Regions from separate parts of the Mus musculus genome. Here region 1 is linked to region 2. Evidence: chromatin contacts called from public Hi-C data. All regions are on one chromosome and are shown on one strand. The core of a region is the stretch at or near the end of the contact, and the rest is flanking DNA. Distances in the headings are between cores, read along the strand shown. Region 1 has its middle 15 kb from the start of Gm34628. Region 2 overlaps Gm34231 (a long non-coding RNA gene).

The links. A called contact is a pair of places that touch in the nucleus more often than the background predicts.
Region 1: a Hi-C map of the N1E-115 cell line shows a contact between it and region 2, with 5 times the contacts expected there. The contact joins two enhancer-like sites. A contact is called at or near these places in 8 of 484 Hi-C or Micro-C datasets (the N1E-115 cell line, cerebellar granule neurons, cerebellum and 4 more) and 2 of 115 datasets of contacts at active chromatin or transcription factors (astrocytes and pancreatic cancer cells).

Annotation. Positions count from the first base shown.
Region 1 is chr4:56,490,002-56,496,827 of GRCm38.p6, forward strand. No RefSeq gene overlaps it. Among named protein-coding and RNA genes, the nearest start is that of Gm34628, 15 kb to the left of the region's middle. Within about 2 kb of position 2,625, at least 40 of the 459 cell types and tissues checked have an H3K27ac peak or open chromatin away from gene starts, as enhancers often do. A contact at or near this core is called in the N1E-115 cell line, where this site is marked.
Region 2 is chr4:55,238,757-55,245,466 of GRCm38.p6, forward strand. It overlaps Gm34231 (a long non-coding RNA gene), which reads left to right. Exons shown (of 3, transcript XR_390581.4): 3 at 1-180. It also overlaps the pseudogene Gm12508. Among named protein-coding and RNA genes, the nearest start is that of Gm34231, 34 kb to the left of the region's middle. Within about 2 kb of position 4,580, at least 12 of the 459 cell types and tissues checked have an H3K27ac peak or open chromatin away from gene starts, as enhancers often do. A contact at or near this core is called in the N1E-115 cell line, where this site is marked.

The DNA.
Region 1 (6,826 bases), core at 1,375-3,874, 1.2 Mb after region 2:
TTAGAGGCAAGAAAGTTGCTTCAGCTATTTAGGGTAATGAAGGTCTTCAAGGTCACTGATGGCATGTTTTTAAATGAATCTTCTGTAGATATATTTCAGCAAACTCTCCGAATAGACAGACCTACAGTGTCCCACTGGAGGGATAACAGAGAAAACTGATTGGCCAAAAGTGGGCATGGTTATGGCTCAAGGAAACACTTTGCCTGTGTCTTTCCAACTGTACAAAGGGTGATGATAAGGAAGAAGAAATAGTTCTTTTGATTCGAGGGTCTTTGCTTTAAAAGTTTATTGGCTGAGCAGAGACTTCTACTCTAAATATAGAGCGGTAAAAATGCTGGCGCTAAAGGAACACTCTTGGGCACACTCTGCAAGAGCAAACAAGTGAAGCAGTTATGTAGAAGCATGGCTTTCTCAGCTCAGCTCTCTTCAGAGCAATGAGAAAGAGAGAGAGAAGCTTATATATGATATTATATACACAGTGACTATATATAACACATGTGCGTATATATTATAATGTATATACACATGATATATCTGTGTGTGTGTGTGTGTGTGTGTGTGTGTGTATATATGTATATATATATATATATATATATATTGTGTGTATGTGTGTGCATGATGCACATTCACAAGTGATCATTTGCACCAAAATCCAGTTTCATTGGTTCTCCCTTGGCCATGATTTAATGGAGATGTTTGACAAGATAAAGTGGCTCATTCTTTTAGCCATAGGCTGGCTGGCTTCTGTCCAAGATAAACCTCAGGAGGCCAACTCTCCCCTCCCAGCCTCCAAGGAGACTGTAGGTTATCTGATGAATGGAGCGACCAGCACTGTCTCACTGTTCCTCCGCATGAATTTTAGGAAGAAGATCACCCTGTGGCTCATCAGATGAGCTGCCACTGTGACAGCAAAGGAGAACAAATGAATAGGATGGCGGCAGGTCCATCGGTGTGGGCGACATTGCTCTCTTGATAAATGTTTCTCTCTCTCTCTCTCTCTCTCTCTCTCTCTCTCTCTCTCTCTCTCTCTCTCTCTCTCTCTCTCTCTCTGTCTCTCTCTGTCTCCCTTCCTTCAGAGGAAGGATTTGGGAGTAATGAAAACTGTGGTAGGTAAATCAGAAGGAAAACCACAAGGAGGCACTACCTTAGAGCCACTGGATCTGTGCGTGATCTTACAACAGTCGCTCTGTCCAGCTGCATCCATTTCCCAGTATGATTTTCCACTGACCTCTGTTTGTTTTAAAAGAATGTGAGTCTGAGGCTGATTGATATTTAAAAAAAAAAATGAAGTTCAAACTTAAGATTCAGATAAAAATGCCGTTAATTTGTTCACTATTAAATAACTATTTTGACCTTCTGTTATATACCAGGAATTGTCCCAGATATTGCCTCAGATTTAATGAGTGAGTTGTTCCTTGTTCTAAAAGAATTTGAGGCAGGTTTAATAATTCAGTACCATGAATATCAGCCTTAAGAAAAACAAGGTGACACCAGGTAGGCACACACTCGCACACAAGCACGTGCACACACACACACACACACACACACACACACACAGGTACACACATGCACACATAGAGAAAGAGGGAGGAAGGGAGACAGGGAAGGAGGGAGGGAGAGGGAGAGAAGGAGAGGGAGAGGGAGGGGGAGAGGGAGGGGGAGAGGGAGGGGGAAAGGGAGAGGGAGAGGGGGAGAGGGAGAGAGAGAGAGAGAGAGAGAGAGAGAGAGAGAGAGAGAGAGAGGAAATCAAGTCTATATTTTAGTTATTTGCTAGAGATGGCCCACTAATTTACCTTTGAGCTTCATAGCAGGCAATTCAAAGAAAAAACCATGATCTATTTCAAAATTTTCTGTCTGTAAGACGCAAATAGCATCAAAGCTAATTCTTTAAACTACAGAAACTTAATTCAACAAACATTTGCTCACACCTACTCTGAACCAGGCCCTAAGCCAGGTATTAAAATGAGCAAGATGAGTAAGAGCCGGCGTGTGCCCCTTAACTCTTCCCTCGGCACACACACTGCATGTCAGGGATCGCAGGCTGCCAGTGAGGATCCCTCCTACTCCTGAGCATGCCCTGTGGCCCTGCAGAAACAGAGGATGGAACAACCTTCTAGAGGTCCTCTACGCTTCTGAGAAATTCTAGTGGTGGATTAAAGTGGTGATCTAGAGATGAGAGGATGAGGACAAAACATGGGGCTTTCTCTGAAGCTCGCCGATACCCTCCAGCTGTCTCTGAGCATCTGGAACAAAGTCCATAGCCTTGTAACTAGTTTCATAGGATTCGTTATCAAAAAACTAGTTTGTTGGCTTTTGATGATACCCTTGACTAGTGAAAACCATTCGACCTCCCAGCAAAAGCAGCCCCACCCCACCCCCGTCCAACACGAAATGATAGATTCCAGGCCAAGTGAGACTAACCTCATCTAGCAGATAGGAAAACAGAACCTGACTGAGAAAGGATGCTGTCCACAGAAGTGTAACTGTGCAGCTCCTTGGAGGGACTGTTTCCATGGTCCTCACTTTCCAAGTGAAAAATCTCATCAAAGCCCATTAATGAATGAGTCATGGAGTAAGTGACTAGCTCCATGCTCGAGGCTACGCAGGACAGAGCAGGGACTGAGCTGCAGCAACACTTCTGACGTCTCTGAGCCTTATTTAGGATTTCAAATACTGCCTCCCCTTGGATCTGGGGCTTCCCAATCGCGGTTTGTTCGCATGTGCATCCTCAGCACCTGCCTCATGTCATCAGCAGCAATCACAGTGCACTACTTCACACCAGGGTCCGGCAACCCAGGGCGGACACCCTCACTGGACAAAGACTCTGAGGAATCTCAGGACACTGGGGCACACAGGGATTGTTGATAAAGCAGGGATGTTTGCGCCCGACTCTGAACCTTGTGAGTCTGAACGGCAGGTGGTTCTCATCGTCAGTGACGGAGAGCTATGGTCTCACTTATTACATAACCAGACTCTGGCCCTGCTCCAAGCTGAAGCCTCAAGTCACAACAGAGACCTGAATCCATTGTTCTAGAACCTGAGCTCCAAGGGGATGCCCTTGTCAAGCCTTTTGCTATGGCTGTCCCAGGCTATTCTTCAAAACAGCAGCCCAAGCCCTTTTCCTGTTGACGTTAAAACACTGCCATCTAGCGTGACTCTAAGAGAATTATCCAAGTCAGCTGCCCCGGCTTACTGAGAGACACTGGATTGGGTGCAAGACTTTCAATCCTTTGCACTGCTTGGATGGCCACTACTTGCAAAGTATCCAGTGATTCTTCTCCTGCCGTGTTTACAATTCCATGATTGTATTTGCCCAGAGCTCAAGTTAGGAATGAACCCAGACACATAGGATTAGAAAGATAGCTTTGCAGGCTACAAAATCCACATGTGACACCCCTGGCTCAGCCACGGGTCAGACACCCCACTTTGGACATGTCATTTCATTTCCCAAGGTAGCAGTTATTCATCAGAAGATAAAGGGAATTCTTTGGCCTTTGACATCACCAGGAAATCTTTAAATTAGTGAAACCACTAGTGTGTCAATTTGCTGTAAACAAAGTTGTAGAAATAAATGTGTGTGTGTGTGTGTGTGTGTGTGTGTGTGTGTGTGTGTGTGTGTTAAATACATGTGTGAAGATAGCAAAATGCCCTTGGAAACGGGTAGCTCTTTGATGCAATAAAATTCATATCCCACTGAGAAGAGGACACTGGACTGACTGAAAGCAGAAGCCTGAGAGGAGATTATTTGAGTCTCTTCAGGGGAATTTAGCCAATATCATTTGGAGAATTCTGTGGGAAGATATGTTCTACCCACCAAGATCCAAAGTGTAGCCTCTATCCCAGAAGCCCAGGGAAAAGGCAAGCCAGGAATCTGCAAAGGAAGGGGCCTCATGAGAGTGCCCAGTGCAGGCTCCACTTGGGGCTGGACATTCAAAGAGTCATGCAACTAGAAACCCACAGATACCTACCTGCTCATTCTACGATTTATTTTAAAAACCTAAGTTAATGTTATAAGGAAGGCCAGGCAAGCTGCTGGCAAGCATGGTTTTCTAACTTTCATTGATTATACTGGTTTTAAACAGCTAAGAATCTGGTGAAGGAGACTCGAATGGAGTCTCGGAAGTCCATTGAGCTTCCTTCAGAACACCAGTGGGTCTTGGTCAACTGTAGCGTGTGGAGATTCACCTTAAAAGCCACTTCTGAAATGAGCCCCAGAGAAAAGATCCTGAGTCCTGATCACAGGACGGCTGCCAGGAATTCCTGCTTTTATCTTCTGCTTCCAGGTGATTCTACCTCAGGGGGATCCAGATAGCACATCGAGAATCTCGGTCAAGAAATCAGTCTCCTGGACTTTAGTGGTCCAGCCACCTATTCTTATCTAAAGGGATAAGGGGGGCAGAGAGCTGACGTTTGCTTCCCACTCAGCAAAATAGCCACAAGTCTTGGAATCAGGCAGTAGGTACAAGTCAGAACGCAATGACTTTACCCAGCAGGTGAAAGGATAGTCAAGATGTAAACACCAAGCACTGCATATTTATAGTTAATTTTCTCTGATACTCCCTAAGGGAGGAGAGGCATCCATTGTCCCCGTCTCATCCTACGGAAGAAAGAGTTCAACTTTCACTCCTCATTACTTCTGCCACACTGTCACTCAGGGAACGTGCCAGCAGTTTCTGGGTTCTCTCGACATCAGAGTTATTAACTCATGCCGCATCCTTAATAGATTTCCCCCAACTCCCCGCTCCATCTTCTGTTCCTTTGGGACTTCATAAGTAATACTCAAATCAAATATGTCTTTTCTTGTAAGACCTCAAATCATGACTATTGTTGGTATTTGTAAGCATTGTTAAACAATACCTCATCACCAGTCAAAGGCTAAGCGTGTTGCAAAACTAACTCATGAAATACAACTAGGAATAATAAACTGTAAGAGGGGTTCATTCACTGGGTTAACCAGACCTGGTCATCTGTTCTTGCCAATAAAATTTTATTGCCATATAGGCAAGTACATACATTTATGTCTGTTATAGTAGCAACATTGAGAAATTCATGGCTTGGTATACTGAATATTTACTAGTTGACACTTTCTTAAAGTTTTTTTTATAAATTTATTTATTAAATTACTTTATTTATTTACATTCCAAATGTTACCCACTCTTCCCAGTCCTCCCTCTCCAAGTTTGTCACCCCATCCCCTCTGCTTCTGAGAGGGTACCTAGCTGACTCTTAACAGGGTAAGTTTGCTGACTCTGGTCTAGGAAGATGAGTAACCTGCCTAAGGTGGTATTTTATCATAATTTTATCTTAATTTAAAACCAATATCTCTAGATGCTGTATTAATGAACAATCATGACTCAATTCCTTCCTCCCTTTGCATCTTTTCAGCATATTATTTAAAGCTTTATCATTATACTTATATAGAAGCTTATGACTTATTTAACCAACTTTTATGGAGCTTATACCAGTAAGATAGAGTTCATGCCTTCATAGGTAACAGCTAGAACAACGATCTTGATACTGTTCAGTTTAGTAGCCATCAGTAAAACAGCTTTGGAGCCCAAAACCACTGTATAGATATGTGTTAACTATTCATGAGATATATGTCATTGTCCCAATGTACAAAGCACACTAGAGAGTGTATAAAAATACAGATGGATGTTCTATTCATCTAGTGTCCAACTTTGAAAATTACAGAGCCAGAAGATGTATGGAATGTATGTATGGGATGTACTTAGAAGAAGGGTAAATGTGCTACCACTGGAGCTTAGAGAGCTAGTTGATCATGTAAGAAGAAAATTGAGCCAAATTTAAGACAGGATCTCAAAGGCAGAGTATCAAAGGATGGATGGGCAGTTGACTTGAGTCTTGGAAGATGAGGAAAAGATCATCAGGCAATGTAGAAAAGAACTTACTATTCAGAGGGGAGGATCTGTCAAGAGGTGAGTGTGCTGGGTTCAGATAGCAAATGTTTAGTGCCTGTAAAAAGGTGACAGAGGGAGAAAAAGCAAGTCAGCATGTTAAAGCTTGACCAGGAAGGCAAAGAAGGGATGTTAAGAAGATTGGCATTTTAGGTTTGTGTAATAGAATGGCCATTCATTGACTGGAATCTTTTCTGTTTCGGTTATCCGATCAGATTTATCCCTTATCTGAGAATTCCGTGGTTGCATTCACTATTGAACTGGCAACCAGAAGTCAATGCCTATTTGTTGGGGAACTCTGAGTTGGCATGTTCTTCCCTTCGGAAGGCTATTTCCTGGGATTAAATCTCTGCCGCTTCTGGAAAATCAGCATGGCCTCAGATCTCTGGCTAGATAAAGAGATGTGAGGAGGCATGATTCTTCGCCAGAGGAACACAGGTGCATGGGAGACCAGCCCCTGGGCTGACGTGGCACTTGGAGAAACTGCTGAGGACACATGTCAGACGAGTCTGGCTGAGTCTATGTCTTTAGGCTGTGCCCTGCTGAATCAATGGGTGCCAGGCATGCCCTAAGCAGTGTTGAGAGGCTAATGACTGCTCTGTGGTAAGCAAGTGACCTGGAACAGGTCCAAAAACTGACATTGAAGACTTTCTACTGAGAGGTCAGAAGGAAGCCCCTAGCAGCTCTGGGTTCTCAAAAGTACAAGTTTAGGAACTTGTTGCCCTTCTCCCTCTGCATCGTTCTGGTTGAATATTGAAGGGTGAGGATCTATAAAGAGCTAAAGAAAGTGACTTTTTCCAAGAGAGGAAATTCTTGCCCATGTGGCTCATGCTTTATTAGGTAAAACTTAGTAAAGACAATGGATAAGACACAAATCATAGATCTTGGGACTGGGAAAGAGGTGGTAA
Region 2 (6,710 bases), core at 3,330-5,829:
TCTGACTGCAGATGTGTTCCCTAGTCTTTGGTGAGCAGCCATACACCAAATATGCGCTGTACATCTGCTGGAGGCTAAGAACTGCACTTTCCCAAGAAAGCCAAGAGTTGCCTGGAGGGGCTGGTGAGATAGCTCAGTGGGTAAGAGCACCCGACTGCTCTTCCGAAGGTCCAGAGTTCAAATCCCAGCAACCACATGGTGGCTCACAACCATCTGTAATGACATCTGACTCCCCCTTCTGGTGTGTCTGAAGACAGCTACAGTGTACTTACATATAATAATAAATAAATCTTTAAAAAAAAAAAAAAAAAAAGAGTTGCCTGGAGACAAGAGAGGGGCTGGATCAGGTCTGTAGCTCCTGGTAATAAATGAGAAATAGAAATTAGAAAAGAAGTCTAGTTAGTAGAGGTGGGACCAGCTATGTATAGAGCACCAGGCTGTTCCCGCTCCATCAGTATAGGTCTCTGTGAAGTTATCAGTCAGACTCTGTTCCAAATGGCACAAAATAGAAGTGGACATGAGCCTCAAGGGAAGCCAGTTCTCCTCCAGACTAGCAGTTCTTAAATTTTGTGGCCTTGCTCAACCCAACAAAGTAGACGAATTGTGAACCCTTTGTAAGACATTGAGCTGGAATTCATAAGAACCAGTCATAGCTGGTAAGGAAGCCAAAAGGATTATCAAGCATTACCTCACCCTAGGGGGGACCAGAGGCTCCTTTGAACTATCTGTGACAGACCAGGAGAAGAAGCTGATCATCTCGTGAGGGAAGAGACTAGAAGTTACACGCAAAGGGCAGAAGAAGTACAACGAGGCTTTTTGTACCCATCTCTGTGGGTACTGGATGAATTTAGACTGTTGTCTCTAGTCTCCTGAGTCTCTCTGTTGATTGAGCTAATTCTTATTGATACATAAAATCCCTGCTCTGGACCACAGAGGAACAACCATCCTCCCAGAGCCAGTAACCAAAGAGAGAAAAACAAAAAACAAAGGGGATAAAGTGGACATTATTTTTTTTTTTCGAATTTTGGACGTTATTTTTGTGAATTCGGGGTTGGACCAGCTAGAAATAGATGGCAAAGTCAAGGTGCAGGCAGTAAGATGCCGCGTGGCACGTTCTCAATGATGCCACTGCGCTGCTTTGCATAGCATGATAACTCCCTGGTGAAGCCAAAGAGAGAGCTGACTCCCTGGGGAAGCCCCAGCACCACCATCCTCCAGTCTGAACTGGGAACTTTCTTCCCACCTTGTGACCACACTTGGTTTATTCTCTAGAACACTTACCGGTCTCCCTCCCCGTTGCGGAAGTCAGGTCCTCTCCAATATCCTCTAGCCTAGTGGTTCTCAAGTGGGTACGGTAAATACCCTGTGATGCACACCACAGCCTGCTCTTGACACCAGGTAATCATCTAGAGTCCTGGAGTCAAGCGTGCTGGTGCTGCAGCTGAGAAGAACCCTGCTCTAGGCATTGACAGGAGTCCTAGAGTCCGCGCTGTCCCACGCAGTCAGCTAACCACATGCAGCCACCGCACACTGGAACTGCAGCTAGTGCGACTAGGAAGCAGCATTTCTTTTTAATTTATATTTAATGTCAACAAGTTAAATTTAGATAACTACAAATGGTTCGTGGCTAGAGCACAAACCAAGCTCTTCTTCAGCGGTCCTCTTCCTATAGTCAAATTTTAGTGTCAGTTTGATAACCCCCTCAGCAAACTTGAAGCCCCCTGTAGGCGAGGAATGTGCTTATACCCTCCTAGATGAACCCAGGCGTAGTCATCCGGCTGTTGTTTTTCATACAAGCCAACGTTTTTACAAACAGAAGGGTCTGCTAGCCCTTTGCTTCAGACAGCTAGCCTCTTGACAACCTCCAAAGCGCACGTTCTTTGTGTTTGGGACCAAAGGACTGCAGCACGCTCCTGCCACCTGGTGGTGATGTAGAAAATGTCAGGCAAAGGCTCTCCCCCTGAGGTGCTGTGGTATGACCAAAAGGCAGGACAGAAAACAAATGCTTTGGGACTTGGGACAGAATTATCTGTTAATGGAATCATAAATCAGAGGGAGAAATCAGTTTCCAGATGAGGAAACTAAAGGGAAGAACCACTTGGTGACTCACTCACATATAAAACCAGCCATGAGCCAGCCACCTCCAACCACGTGTTTCTTCCCCTCTGGATAATAAATATTTCTCTCTCTAGGATGAATAGAGATGTTATTGACAGATAAGAACTGACCTCTGTCTTAGGTGCTTAGGTACTTGTTCACGAAGGGCACCAGTCTGTCTGAAGAGGGTACTACTTTAGAAGTGATAAATCCTGCTAGAGTTGGTTGATAATGGCCTTGTTCTTTCTATTCAATTGGCATCAGGTAGCTATGGGTCATCAAAACTGGAACGGGTAAATCCCTCCCTTCTGCAGAAATGGGCTACAATGTCACTTCTGATTCATGCATCAAATACGTGTTCAGAGTTCGTACTTTGTGCTGGCTGTGATGCTAGGTGACAGGGGTACACCAAGGGGGAGGGAATCCCATGAGGTTTCTGCTCATGGGAAGGTCACGATGTGCTAGGCTCCCATACAAACTCTGTACAAGGTAACAATAAGGACAGCCCACACCGGTCAGGGAAAGGAGATGAGCTAGGACCAAAGAAGACAGCCATCAACGGAAGCAAGATCAGCTACAGTCACAAGATCTGCAGAGGGAGCAGGGACTCACAGAGCCCAAGTCCCAACATTGGTGGTACCCAAGTAGCCAGTTACTGAGTGTGAGGTGCTATTGAGCAAACTGAAGCGTCAAGAAGGAGTGGATGCCAAGCAGATGATATATGCAGATCATTAGATCTGTGTGTCTAAGGAGAGTACACATGTACGGTACCAATGTGAGAGCGTGGGAGGCTTCTGAAAGTGACAGGCCTGAGGTGCCAACAGAGGCTAGTCAGAGCTGTGGGCCTGGGAAACCCAGTAGACTGGACTGAGGGAGGGTGGGGATTGCAGCACATCTTGCCACTGCCAGAATCAGTCTCAGGTCCAGGATTAGACAGCCAACACCAGTGGTGTCTAGGGTAAGAGTACCTGCAGGGACAGTAGACACTATGACCACAATGCTAATGCATTCCCCGTGAATCTCTTGTGTTCATTTAGCTCACTGGTTCTCAACCTTCCTAACGCTGTGACCCTTTAATACAGTTTCTCATGTCGTGGTGACCCCAACCATAAAATTATTTTCATTGCTACTTCAGAACTGTAACTTTGCTACTGTTATGAGTCATAATGTAAATACCTAATATGGAGAATATATGATATTTGACCCCCAAAGGGGTTGTGACCCACGGGTTGAGACCCACTGATTTAGCTCAAAGCTGGTGGCTGTGCGGGAGTCAAGGCGCCACATCTTCAATTTGATTTATCTTTCAAGCCCTTGATCAGCTGTGTTTATAAGCAATGATGGTCCAGAGCATGTTTCCAGGGGAGGCCGTTGTAAGGCTTTATAGAGCCGTTAGAGAAACATCTTAGCCTGGGAAATCTATTCTCTCCTACCCCGTCTAACACCAGTCTGTAAGAGCTTAGGTCAAGCTGTGATGTTGGGTCCTTTAACGTGTCTAATCCAACATCTTCCTGGGAAGGATATTGATTTTTGAAGATAAAGTTTGGTCTGGAGCAGAGACAAATGGAAGACAGAGATTGACTGATTCATGATGTGGTAACCTCTTGCCTAATGGCTGTTCTCAGTCTCCCCACATAGCTTTCCGCTACTCCAACCCTGACCTGGGACCTTGATCTTAAAGCTCTGAGGTGAACTTCAGCCTCACTGGCAAGGGATCTGAGTTCATGGGGGACAGGGCCACGGGGCAACATTGTGACCCTGTAACAGTTCTATCTGGTCAACTTGGCAGGCCCCGAGATAATTCTTAAAACTGAAAAGAAAAATTATTGCTGGGCCCCAAAATAAAATGTTATTCCAGATATTAAATATTGTCTAACAGACAGTAAATTTAATGGCCCTGAAGTGGCTTCAGACCTCTGAGAAGATTTTACTTCTCAGCCTTGGCAGGGACACCAAGTACCACTCTCCTATTTCTGCTCTGCCTTCAAACTGTCATAAATAGTTAACTGTGTGAGTCCTTTCCAAAAGAAAAGAAAAAAAAAATCCTCCCAGGAGCATCCGAAAATAGCCTCCAGGGGCTCGATGCATATTTCCTCGGGTCCTCCTCTTAATCTCTCCATATGGGTGGCTATGATTTATTGTTACTGTCACCTGTGGACCGACAGAAACAAAGGCAGCCAGGCTGGAAGGCAGACAGAGGTAGCGGTATGGGAAGGGTCTCTGGAGAGATGGAACTGAGCGTCCATTCCTGGTGAGAGTGCAGGCTTAAGAGCCATCACCTCTCCTTCCTTTGGTGTCTCTGCAACAAAAGGAGAGAGGAGGGGATGTCATCCTCTCCCAAGATGCATCGAGACTCTGCCCTCGAGAAGCTTCCAGAGAGTCTCCCACAAGGCAGAACCTGCCAAAGGCCAAAGACTATTGTGACAGGGCAAGTGTACACTCATTACACAGGGTGCATGTCACCTCTGCCATTTCCTATCTCCAGGCCAAAAGTGAGCTCTCTCCTGCCACTTTTCCAGCCCAGTGGCGTGACCCGAGGCTGGCTGTCCATCACCAGCTCGATGCAAAAGGAGAAGGGAAAGCCGGGCCCAACTGAGGCCCCTGCCTGCTCATGCTAGCTGTGCCTCTCCATCCTTGTGTTTATCCACAGCACGGGCACCACCTCTGAGACACTAAGCTCATCTTCAGGGAAGCAGTCCCTGCCAATAGACCACCAACCCAGGGATCCCCTGTTGACCCAGGAGGAGGGACAGGGCAGGGACCTCCCCATCTGTCTCTGTACCTTCTGTTTTCCCTCTCAGCGCTCCTAACAATGCACCATGATTAGTTGCGGCTCGGGCCCCCTGACACCCCTTAACCTGGAAAATCAGGCAGACTTTCGAGACAGCAATCAGCTCCCAGACACATCCAACCGTAATGTGATTACTCCATTTACCAAAATGCAAAGAGAGATACTTGAGGCGTTTCTGATTAGGGCTGACATTATCTCTCTAATGGGCCATGGCATTAATCAAGGCTGTTGCTATGACTATGGAGATGGTGGGGAAATAACCCCAGCTTGATTCTGGGCCTGCCCAGTTGTGCCACTGTAGAAGAGGTCAGCTTTTGTTAGGGACATGGCACAAGAATGGCTTCTTCCTGCCTGAGAAGGGCTTTCTATTGAGATCACACCAACAGCCAGAAAAAGGCCTCTGTGTTCTTTCATGACGTTGGATGCTCTGGTTCCATAGCTCAATATGATTTGGTGGCATTGTTCTGGAGGGATTGTGTGTGTGTGTGCATGAATGCTGGGGTTGGGGGTACCAGGCTGATCCGTGAGACTGTCAGAGCCTTCTGCTATCCAGAGTTACATCTTAAGAGTCGGCCAGCCCCCCTGAGAATTCTGTAGGGCCTGAGAACCTGGGGAAGGAGGAGGAAGATCCTTCGAAAGGCCACCTTTCCCATGGCATAAACGCTCTGGCCTCTGCTGCTCTCTCTCCATTCCAGGCCTCAGAAACATTTGGCAGACACAAGCCAGTAACTACAGACCCTATGTGAGTGCATGGAAAACAGGGGCAGAATGAAATGGGTGTGACAGGCCCAAATGAAAAACCCTCTGGCCTCTGCTCTAGATGGCAGGATACTCACGATCTGGAAGAGGCATACAGGGATCAGATGATACCACTGGGGCCGGCCATCAGGACCTGGTTCTCATTTGCTAGTAATGAGTTCTCCATAAACCCTAGTATAAGAGGACACTCCGAGGGCATCAATATGGAGTGCACACACACGCACATGCACACACGTACACATGCGTGCACACATACCATGTCCACAGTCAAGATTTACAATCAAGAAATCTGCTTCTTGGGGCGGGGGTGATGATTCAGCTGGTAAAGTGCTGGTGGCACATGCGTGAGAACATGAAAGACTCTGTATTTAAAAGACAGACATAGGGCTGGAGAGGAGACTCTGTAGTTAAGAACACACGGTGGCACACACCTTTAATCCCAGCACTTGGGAGGCAGAGGCAGGTGAATTTCTGAGTTCGAGGCCAGCCTGGTCTACAGAGTGAGTTCCAGGAGAGCCAAGGTTACACAGAGAAACCCTGTCTCGAAAAACCAAAAAAACAAAACATATGGTGCTCTTCTAGAGTACCTCCGTTCCCACATCAGTTGGCTCACAGTTACCTGTAACTCCAGCTCTGGAATTCCAACACCCCCATCTATCTTCCATGGACACAGGCCCATACACACTAACACACACACACACACACACACATAAGTAAAATCTCATATATATATATATATATGTATGTATATATATATGGGGGAGGGGTACTTAGCATTGCAGAGGAGACAGATAGATCTCTAGATAAGCCCCTACATTGACAGTAAGAGACTTACTATAAACAAACAAACAAACAAAGTGGCATCTGAGAAATGATACCTGAGGTTAACTTCTGGCTTAACACACACACACACACACACACACACACACACACACACACACACACAGAATTTTCTCTGAGCTTTGGTTTTTCTCTACCTTCATGATGGGGACAGTAGGAATCAACTCTGCTCTTCTCACAACATTGCAATTTGAGAGAAAGTGACATATAAAGTCTAGAGCAC